Regions from separate parts of the Mus musculus genome. Here region 1 is linked to region 2. A link is a contact called in public HiChIP or PLAC-seq data. All regions are on one chromosome and are shown on one strand. The core of a region is the stretch at or near the end of the contact, and the rest is flanking DNA. Distances in the headings are between cores, read along the strand shown.

Evidence for each region. HiChIP or PLAC-seq counts read pairs in DNA pulled down with a chosen protein or histone mark.
Region 1: an H3K27ac HiChIP or PLAC-seq map of SST interneurons shows a contact between it and region 2, with 5 times the contacts expected there. The contact joins two enhancer-like sites. A contact is called at or near these places in 3 of 115 datasets of contacts at active chromatin or transcription factors (SST interneurons, embryonic midbrain and forebrain).

Annotation. Positions count from the first base shown.
Region 1 is chr12:107,974,374-107,979,204 of GRCm38.p6, forward strand. All of the region lies in intron 2 of Bcl11b (B cell leukemia/lymphoma 11B), which reads right to left. Among named protein-coding and RNA genes, the nearest start is that of Bcl11b, 27 kb to the right of the region's middle. Within about 2 kb of position 3,413, at least 38 of the 459 cell types and tissues checked have an H3K27ac peak or open chromatin away from gene starts, as enhancers often do. A contact at or near this core is called in SST interneurons, where this site is marked.
Region 2 is chr12:107,426,908-107,431,823 of GRCm38.p6, forward strand. No RefSeq gene overlaps it. Among named protein-coding and RNA genes, the nearest start is that of Gm33236, 220 kb to the right of the region's middle. Within about 2 kb of position 2,989, at least 1 of the 459 cell types and tissues checked has an H3K27ac peak or open chromatin away from gene starts, as enhancers often do. A contact at or near this core is called in SST interneurons, where this site is marked.

The sequences.
Region 1 (4,831 bases), core at 2,163-4,662, 550 kb after region 2:
AGTGACTCAGGCCCAGAGCATGGAGCACGCTGCACACATGTGGAGCTGAACCTTCTACAGACCGGACCCTAAAACTCCACCAAGACAGAAGTGATCTCCCAGCCTCTGGGTTAGCAGGGTTTCTTGTTTCAGACGGAATAGAAGTAAACTTGGTAAAGAGAAAGTTCAGGTGGTGGTGGGGGGAGGAATCAATTCTAAAAAGAGGTTCCCTGCTAGCCCTCAACAGCACGCTTAGTTTGTATTGCGTGCATCAGTTACGAACAATTGAACTCCCCTATTATAATTTTTTTTAATCCAGCTCTCCTCTAGACTTAGCTAACTTCCACCCTGTCATCTCTTTGTGCCTCTTTCGAACGGACACAGAATGTGGGTTGAATGCTTTGCCTCACATAAGGGCAGGCTCTTTCTGTCTCTTTCTGTTTCTAAGCTAGGTCTGAAATGTCACTGACTAAAGACCGGAGCAGGCCTGTAATTACGTTCAACCAAGTCGTCTCTTTACCTCCGTTTTCTGTACGTGGATGGTATTTAATACACATATTGTGAGCCTGCTTTTCAACCGAGTAGCATTTGATGGCCAAAAAAAAAAAAAATAAAAAATTAAATAAGTAAAAATTTTAAAAAATGAAAAAAAAATCACCCATTTCCTTTTAAGGGGGACAAAGCAGTCTGACAACCACCTCTTTAATTTTTTTTTTGACATGAAATTCATTTGCATCTTCTAACATACCAGAGGTCATGTGGGGTGTGTGCACAACAAAATACATAAAAATTAACACTTCGTGGGATAAATTTAATAAACGTGGTTATCACGTTAACACCGGCAATATTGATGATTACAAGTCAATCTAGCGAGCCCACGGCAGCGGACCTAACCGGAGGCTTACGTTCAGCTGAGACTTGTGCCACTATTTAATGTAATTAAAGATGCTGGCTGCACAGTCCTCAATGGAAATACCATCTTTGCTACAAAATATTTACATCAGAAATTGTGGGAAAGCATAGCATGCCTACTTTGATTTTATTGTGATTTTTTTTCTTCCTGGCCATCTTTGCAACAGGGCTGATGTGCCTGACCATGGACAGAATTCCTGCAGGAATCTTCCAGAGAAATCAGGTCCCACCTTCCTCCAGAAGCGGAGTGTTTATCTGCCACTTGCTTGGTTTTGAAATCGTTTCTTTTCATTTTTTAATCCACAAGCCTGCAGTTGGCTTTGATTACCCAGGAAGCCCTCTGCCTGGCAGACAGGACCCATCACGAGAGTGACTTTTTCACATGCCCCTAAAACAGCATCACGGGTTAAAGGCAGAGGCGGGAGGCTTGCGTACCTCATGCTGTACAGAACCACTGACTGTCAAGTTGGGTGCAGACAGGCTCCCACCCCGGGCCCAGGGTGACATTCCTTACTGGTACCTCAGAGAAAGAATTCGGCAAGTACCATTCTGAAAGCCTCCGGAACTAAACAGACCCAAAACTGAACAGAAGGAAAGAAAAAAAAAATTCATTGCACCGTATCTCCAAATCTGAGAAAATGAAGTCTTGGGACTGAAAAGAGCTTGACTCAGCTCTCCTCCGGGCTCAGAACAGCCTCTACACCTCCTACGGGTGCCTGCTGCCCTGAGAGAATCGAACAACAAAAACCCAGACCTTCCTTCTCTAACCTTGCCTGCTACAAACCCGAGTAGAAGCAGCTAGGAATCCTCCCCTTCCCTCCCCTGCTCCATGTGCATTTTAAATACCCCTTATTCTACACCCTAATTTCTTTGAGGGGGCAGGGGGGGAAATCGGTGTCACTAAAAAAACGTCACTCTGTTTTTGCAAAATCCATCAGCTTCTTTGGCAGCAGGGAAGGCTGGCTGGCATTATCCCCTCATTTGACAAAACTACTATTTCTGGGCACGGACTCAAAAACAGGTAGGAAGCAAATGCTGAGAAATACGGAAGTGGAAACAGCCAACAGCTTTTTCACTACCAAGAACGCCAAGCGTAAACATGATTTATTTAGCTGTGTGTAGCACGCCCGTCCTCCACTCAGCTACAAGCCCACTTGGGTTGAAGGGAAGGGTGGGTAGGAGGGGAACAGGAAGGGAAAAGCTGGGAAGACAAGAGGGAGAGAAGAGGCCATAGCTCCCTGGGGAGGCTCCTGAGCGGTTCCGGTTGTGAGTTTGAGGAGAACAAGAATATTATACCCCCAAAATATATGTACGTGTCAAAAGAAGGCAGCCCTAATCCGCGGGTTAATTAAGGAACCGCCACTAACAAAAGATGCAAGAGCCGACTCGTGCAAACAGAACGTGCACGGGCTTCTAGGCTCTCTGCTGCTCCCTGGCTTCTCCACACACCATTTGGGCTCCACGGAGTCAGAAGACGGTTTCATGCCAGATTCAGCCACAGAGAGAGCCTAGAACCTCGATACCTCCCTTTCGCATCCTTGCAGGCCTGCACGGAACGCAGGTCCGGATTCAATTACAGGTGCCACACGCCTGGCTGCAAGCCTACCCTCCGGTACGGTACAGATCTAGTCTTCTACTTCTATCTGCGATCCCCCACCCACCCACCTCCAGTCCAGCGGGTGGAACAGGAACTCTGAGGGTGCACACGCATTCACCCCATCCCAAACCGAAGCTGACAAACACATCAGATGCACAGCAAGGTCAGCAGACCTAAAGAGCAGAATTAGCCTGGAGCCTTCGGGTCCAGCAAGAGGTTATTATTAAAACTTGGATTCGGGTCACCCAGCATTGGCAGAGGGAAAAGAAACCAAGCTTCTTTGAATATAAAAACTGAAGAAAGAAAAAAAAAAAAAAGGTAAAACATTGGCCCCCTGCAGGCCACTGGAGACCGGCTTCTCCCTAGTGAAGGAAGGTACCATTTCATAGCCACCAGCTGCGGACTCAATGGGTACAGATGCTAATTTCTGAGAGCTTTGAGGCGGCAGAGAAAGGAAAGCCAGATCCGAGTTCCTTTTCACCTGCATTGAGCAAGACTACACATTTGAAGGCTGCCTGCTGTATACATTTCACCCAAGTCTGTATCCTATACCCACACACACACATACACACCCTCACCCCCATCTCGCTCCCTACCCTTCCGCGGCCAGAACCTAGTATCAGGAGGGGAAGAGGACATGTTCTGGGGTGTTCAGGTCAGGGTAACAGCAACACCACTAGGTATTAAGATAATGAATCTCTTCACGTTCCCAAAAAATAAGGAGCTGGAAGTGGGGAGCTACAGAGAAGGGCCTCTGAAGTGAATGGAGGTGGGGGAGGGGCGTTTCCTTGTGGTATGCCGTAAGCCTCTCCCCAAAGCCCCCAAATGCTTCCTCTTCGCATTAAAAACAACACCCTATACAAGCAGCTGTTGGATTCCTTTCCTCTTTGCAAATTAGTCACCCCGCCCCCAGGGCCCAAACAATAACAGTCTCGCTGGTATGATGTCTATGAAATCAGCCGTAGCTTCGCTCCACTCGCTTATGCTCCTATATAGATGGAGACTGGTTAGTAAAAAAAAAACACATCCCCATTCTACAGATACAGGCATCAGCTGAGGGACTGGATGGCCCTGGACCTTTAAAGGATAGGCCAGGCTGTGCGTCAAAGGTCCCAGACAGACTCCACCCCAGTGCCTAAACCCTGAGGTAACACCTGATGCTCCAAAAGCAACAAATATTTATCAAATGCCTAAGCAGTGCCATCAAGGGGAGCGGCGTTGTGGGAAAGCCTACAGGAACACGGAGATTTCTCCAAGCAGTGAAAGTGAAGGGGGTGGGCAGGGGTGCTGTTGCAGGCGCCGCCGCTTCAGCTACCGACCCCAGTGGCTGAACTGCCAGGAGATCCAGCTGACGGAGGGCTCCATTTCTATGCACACCTCCCACACACGGCTCCTGAACAAAGCCAAGCCAAGCCACCTGTGCCCTGAGGACACAGCTCAGGGCTCAGGACCTCATAGCCAGGCAGCGCTCTGTCACTCTAACACTGGCACCGAGGCAAGAAAGATCTACACACCCTTACCTCGAAGGATGGGGGAGGGGGGATAGAAGAGGGGCGGGGATGGGGGTGCTCGATGCATCAGCCCTAGAGGAAAGCCTTCCACTGTGAGGCCTTAAGGCTTAACTCAAATCGAGGTGAGGGAGAATCATGTATAATTTTTAAAATTCCTTTTGAGTTGTCAAAGTAAGGAAAGTAAGGAAAGCACAAGTGGTTAGCTGGCCTTCTCCTTGGGATGGTGGCCATTAAGTATGAACTGTGAACCCTCCTCCTCTCTCTCACACACCTAGCCTCCAAAGACACTGGATGCTCATCTCCCTTGACTGGGAAGAACACACACACACACACACACACACACACACACACACACACACACGGTGTTTCATCTTTCCTTCTGTAAAGGAACCCAGGTACATAACTATTAATCCGACACAGAACTGGCCTTTTCCTCCCAGCCCACTCTGAAGGCAGGGTTGTGATCTTTAGCCGTATTTACAGATATCCAAAGGCAGTTTCTGTCTTGTTGGAACTGTCATAAATGGACGTCTGAGAAATCCAGGAGCAAGTTCGGGCAGAGAGAAACCCTTCCTGTCCAGGACTGGCGGGTTTCCGTTCCAGAGAAGGACTTACTCCTCCCCAAGGCTTTTCAACAAATAAATTGACAAGTACCTTTAGACTCCATCAGAAAAGCCAGTTGCTCCAAGTTTGGATTAGCTAAACCTGTGCGTTTTGGTTTTTTTGTTTTGTTTTTTTCTTTTGAAGATCAACTTTCTCTCAAAATACCAGGAAGGTATTATTGACACAGAACCCAGACAGGGCAGAAGGCACAGCCTACCATCAGGCCCAA
Region 2 (4,916 bases), core at 1,739-4,238:
GATAATTTTTTTTCATAAGAACATGTTGAGATATTTTATGGGCACACCTCCAGGTTCTGAAACTTCACAGTGCTCGCACGCTCTGAGTTCCCAGTATTCCAGTTTGGGTGGCTTGAGTCTGATCCCTAAAAAGGTTTCCCATTTGGGAGGACTGTGCATTTGTGGTTTTCTTACTCTGAAAGAGAGAGACTTGACTGATACAGACGAGATAGACGGATGCGTGCATTTAGTTCTTCATTTTATTTCAATCAATAAACACAGAGATATATTAGATGAGATAAACCAAAATTAGCTCTCTGAAAAGCATTCATGTGCAGAAAGTTATTGACATAAAAGTCAACACTGCACTGAGAACTCCCCAGCAAGGTACTTACATTTAAGTGAATTATTAGGGGAGGAACATTCGAAAGTGGCAGGTACCCTAGATCCACAAATTCCTGTCTCACTTTGGATTGTCAGGGATAGCCAAAACTACAGAATTTAATTCTAGAAATCATTTAGGAACTGAACTTGGTGGTCTAGAGGAAAAGACACAGGAGCAGATATGTCCAGTGTGCTTTAAAAGATGTTTGAATAAAAAGTATCAGTGATCTATTAAAAGCGTCACCTTGAGAGGTGTGTGTGTGTGTGCACGTGTGTGCATGTGCGCATGCATGTGTGTGCGTGTACATGTGTCTGAGTGATGTCTTGGTGTGTGAAGTGTGTGTTTGTGCTTATGATCTATTGTGTGTCTGTGCTTGTGTGTATGAGTGTGTCTGTGTTTGTGTGTGGGTGAATATGTGTGAGTGTGTGTACGAGTGTGTGTGTGTGGGGGGGTGATTTTACTTTCTGTCAGTTATGAGAATAGATCTTTCAAGTGAAAAGGTAGACTGTGAAGCACTCACCTCTACCCCTGGGACTAGAGCGGCTTCCCAGAATTTAAAGAGTCTTCTTGTGTGTGGCCCACGGGGACATTAATGAAGATGGTGTGGGTAACGTGCAGAGAGATGTGCCAGCATTTGTATGACCAGGAAGAACTTTGTGAACCCCTGTTTTCCAAATGACCAGTGCATGAGGTTATAAAGTCATCCAGCCAGGACTTGATCTACTCCCAGGATCTAGCAGGCAGAGAAAGGCAGCTCTCTGTCAGACCAGCTGGCCTGCTCTACATCGCTAGAATGTTCTAGGCCAAGCAGGGCTGCATAGTGAGACTCATGTCAACATACACACACACACACACACACACACACACACACACACACACACACACGCCATACCACAGCAAGCATTTGACATGAATCCACCCTCTTAGCGAAGGTTTGAAGGTACAACATGGTATCCCTAATGCCAGACTCCATGGTGCTTGGCAGATTTCTGGAACCTCTTCATCTTGCTTAACTGAAACTCGATACATATTAATTACCAACTTTATATTTCCCCTTCCGGGCCCCCCCTCTCCCTCCCCCGACAACAGTCACCATCCACTTCCCATCTCTTAACCATTAAGCATCTGTCACATGAAACAAGTTTGTGTGGCCTTTCAGGTTTTGTGGGGCTTACCTTGCTAGCTACAGTGCCGTCACGTCTCGTTCACATCTGCACATTTGGTTTCTCTCCTCTGGCAGTGCTGGGTTATATTCTTCAGTGTGGACACCACATTTTCATTTGCCATGTACCCATCCACAGACAGTTGGATGGTTTCTACATTGTGACTGTGGTCAACGGTGCTTCATTAAACATGGCAGAGCTGGGATTGCTTCAAGATTCCTCTTTTAGGTCTATCAGCTCATGACCTGCCTGGGCTATGAGAGCACACAGGTCACTCTTGCTTCATTGGTCAATAGGTGCGTACCTTGTGCAGATCTAACTCATCAGGTGTTGCCACAGGGGAACTGGAGTGTCCTTCCATGCTCTGTCTGGAATGTGGAGGAATTCAGTAGTACTGGGTGAACAATCGTGGCTTGGGAAGGGAAACACAGAGAATTGCAGCTATGCCCTGGGCCAGTCAGGCATCTGGGCTTCTAGCCATTCTCTTCCATTGCCCCAGTCTCCATCTACTGAAAGCTCACTCAACAGTCCTGTGTCTTAGTTAGGCTTTGTTTGTTTGTTTGTCTGTTTTGTTTTGTCAACTTGACTAAGCTAGAGTCGTCTGAGAAGCAGGAAACTTACCTGAGAATCTGCCTCCCTCAGGCTGGCCTGTAGGCAAACCTGCAGGGCATTCTCTTCATTGATAATTGATGTGGGCAAGCTCTGTCCGCTGTAGAGGATGTCATCCCTCGGCAGGTGGTCCTGGGCTATATAAGGAAACAAATTGATGAAGTCAGGAGCAAGCCAGGAAATAGCATTCACCCAGGGCCTCTACTTTAGTTCCTGCCTCAGGGTTCCGCCTTGAGTTTCTGCTCTGACCTCCCTGCATGATAGACCAAGAGCTGTAACGTGAACTAAACCCTCCAACCTCTGAGTTGTTTTCAGTCAGAGTGTCTACCACAGCAGTAGAAACCTAGCCAGTATACCCTGTTTTAACTCCAAAACAGCAATCCACGACTAGATGCCAGGGAAGTTCATGTGTGGTCCATGGGCTGAGCCTCCTGCATGCACAAAGAGATACAGTACTCCCCTGTGGTCTCCCAGATGTGTGGGAGCAAGGGTCAAGTCTGGGGCAGCTCTCACCTCTCCTCATAACCTGTCTGCACCCTTCCATGTTAACATACTGTGAACGGAGCAGTAGTGACAAAACCAATCCATCACCCCTAAGCCGACACAAAGAGGAATAGAGAGGTTAACCGGAATTGATGACACCCCCTCTGGATTTTACACTGATTCGGCCGGCCTTAGGATTGAAATAGACAAAGATTTATAGGTCCGAGTGAGGACGCGGGCTCCTCTTGATTGCCTTGATTTTTTTTATGTGCTCCTGCATATTTATTCACAAGCTCATCACCGGCTTGTAGTGTTAGAATGCTGATTTGATTGTACATTGCGAGAGGAGCCGGCATTATGCAGCCATTTGCATGATGCTAGCCGAATCACTAGAATGGTGTCTGATATCGTCGGCCGGGGTGATCACTTCTCACCTGCCTGCAGAAGCCGGATTGTGTCATATATATATTTTTTTGAAAGTCAGATTTCCTTTTGCCTTTCTGAGTGTAAAAATAAAAAAGGGGAATTATTCTGTATCCCGTGGATGAGAAATTGTATTTTGTCATGCCTCGGAGGGCTACAGCAGTACTGGGCTTTTATGAAATCGTTTGATATCGGGGCCCCGCGTTTTGAGTTCTGACACAAATTCTTCCCCCATGACATTATTACTGAAAGTTTTTATCAGTCCATTGTGACAGAAAATTGATTATTATCCTTGACATTTGATGGATAGCTTTCATAAAAGTGTCTTTTTTATTTTTTTCCTAGGTTTTCACAGTGGCCTCTAAAGTCCTTCCTGACCAAAGGAAGGGGAAAAAAAATCCAAAACTTTCTCAAGACACAAAAATGATTTTCCTCAGTTCAAATGGAAACCGTCCTCTGGAATCTGAAGTACAGACCACTGCCTCAAGATGAAGGAGAAGCAAGGGTCTGAACTTGCCATCGCTTCCACCTGCTCCTCCCAGCAAAACGTCAGGGGGCAGCTGTATGGCAGTTCTGATCTCTCAGGGAAAGCTGAGCTGCATCTATGTCCCAAATCCATGATTTATCATGAGAGTCGATTGCTGGGTGTAATGGAAAAACCAAAAGTACCTTTTAGACTCATTCTGCACTCTGAGCCTGCTTAGGGACCATGCTCTCTTTGACTCTGTGTGTGTGTGTGTGTGTGTGAGAGAGAGAGAGAGAGAGAGAGAGAGAGAGAGAGAGAGAGAGAGAGAGAGAGAGAGACAGAGAGACAGAGAGAGACAGAGACAGAGAGAGACAGAGACAGAGACAGAGACAGAGACAGAGACAGAGACAGAGAGCTACCATCAGTGGTCAACTGCTCTCACCTTTCTGGGGTACAGAGACTGTTATCATCTGTTGCCTAGTTCATGGCTAACTGTATCATATTGACACATTTCATCATGGCTAGCAGCGCTGTTAAAAAGTTTGAAGGATTGCTAGCTTCACATAGGTCCTCCAGTGTAGTGGACAGGGGCACATCCCAACCTCACGTTCCATGATCGTTGCTTCTCTGTTTCCTGTCCCTCCCACAAGTGTGGTTCCTATAGACATAACAGAATTCCCTCCTTTGGCAACCTGATTTTAACTGAATTATGTTCTCAAATAAAAATATTCATATGCAAAGATATATATGGAAAGAGTGATTCTGGGGCATGGAGAGACGGCTCAGTAGTTAAGACGGCCTGCTATTCTTGAAGAGTACCCTGGTTCAGTTCCAAGCACCAACATGGTGGTTCCCAACAGTCCTTCACTCCATTTTCTGGGGTTCTGATGCCCCCTTCAGACATCTTTGGGTGTCAGGCATACACACAGTGCACAGACACAGATACATAAAATACAATAAATAAATAAATCCTAAAACCAAAGGAATAAAAGCCAATCAGACCAGAGTGGATCACCAGCCCCAGCAGTGGTCCAATCCTATCAATGTTTCTGAACCCCTCTAGTCTTACTGGATGTCCAGGAGATATAATGGCTTCAACCCAAGATGTCCTTAACAGGATTATGTTTTGAATACAGCTGTGTCTCTACCTTTAAGGCTGTAGAGGCAGGGCCTGGCTATAAATAGCCTGGCCATATGCTCTGCTTCTTGGTCCACCAACATTTGGAGAACTTCCTCTCCAGACTTCTGCTGCCTTGGGGCTCCTCTGCCATGCCTCCAGTTGAAGTGTCTCTGAAGCCATGGGCTGAAGTGAGACTCTCCTTCTTACATTGTCCGGCATTTTGCCACAGTCATCACATACATGGCTAATAGAGGGGACTTTTGAGACACTATTCAAGCAAAGTCAAGT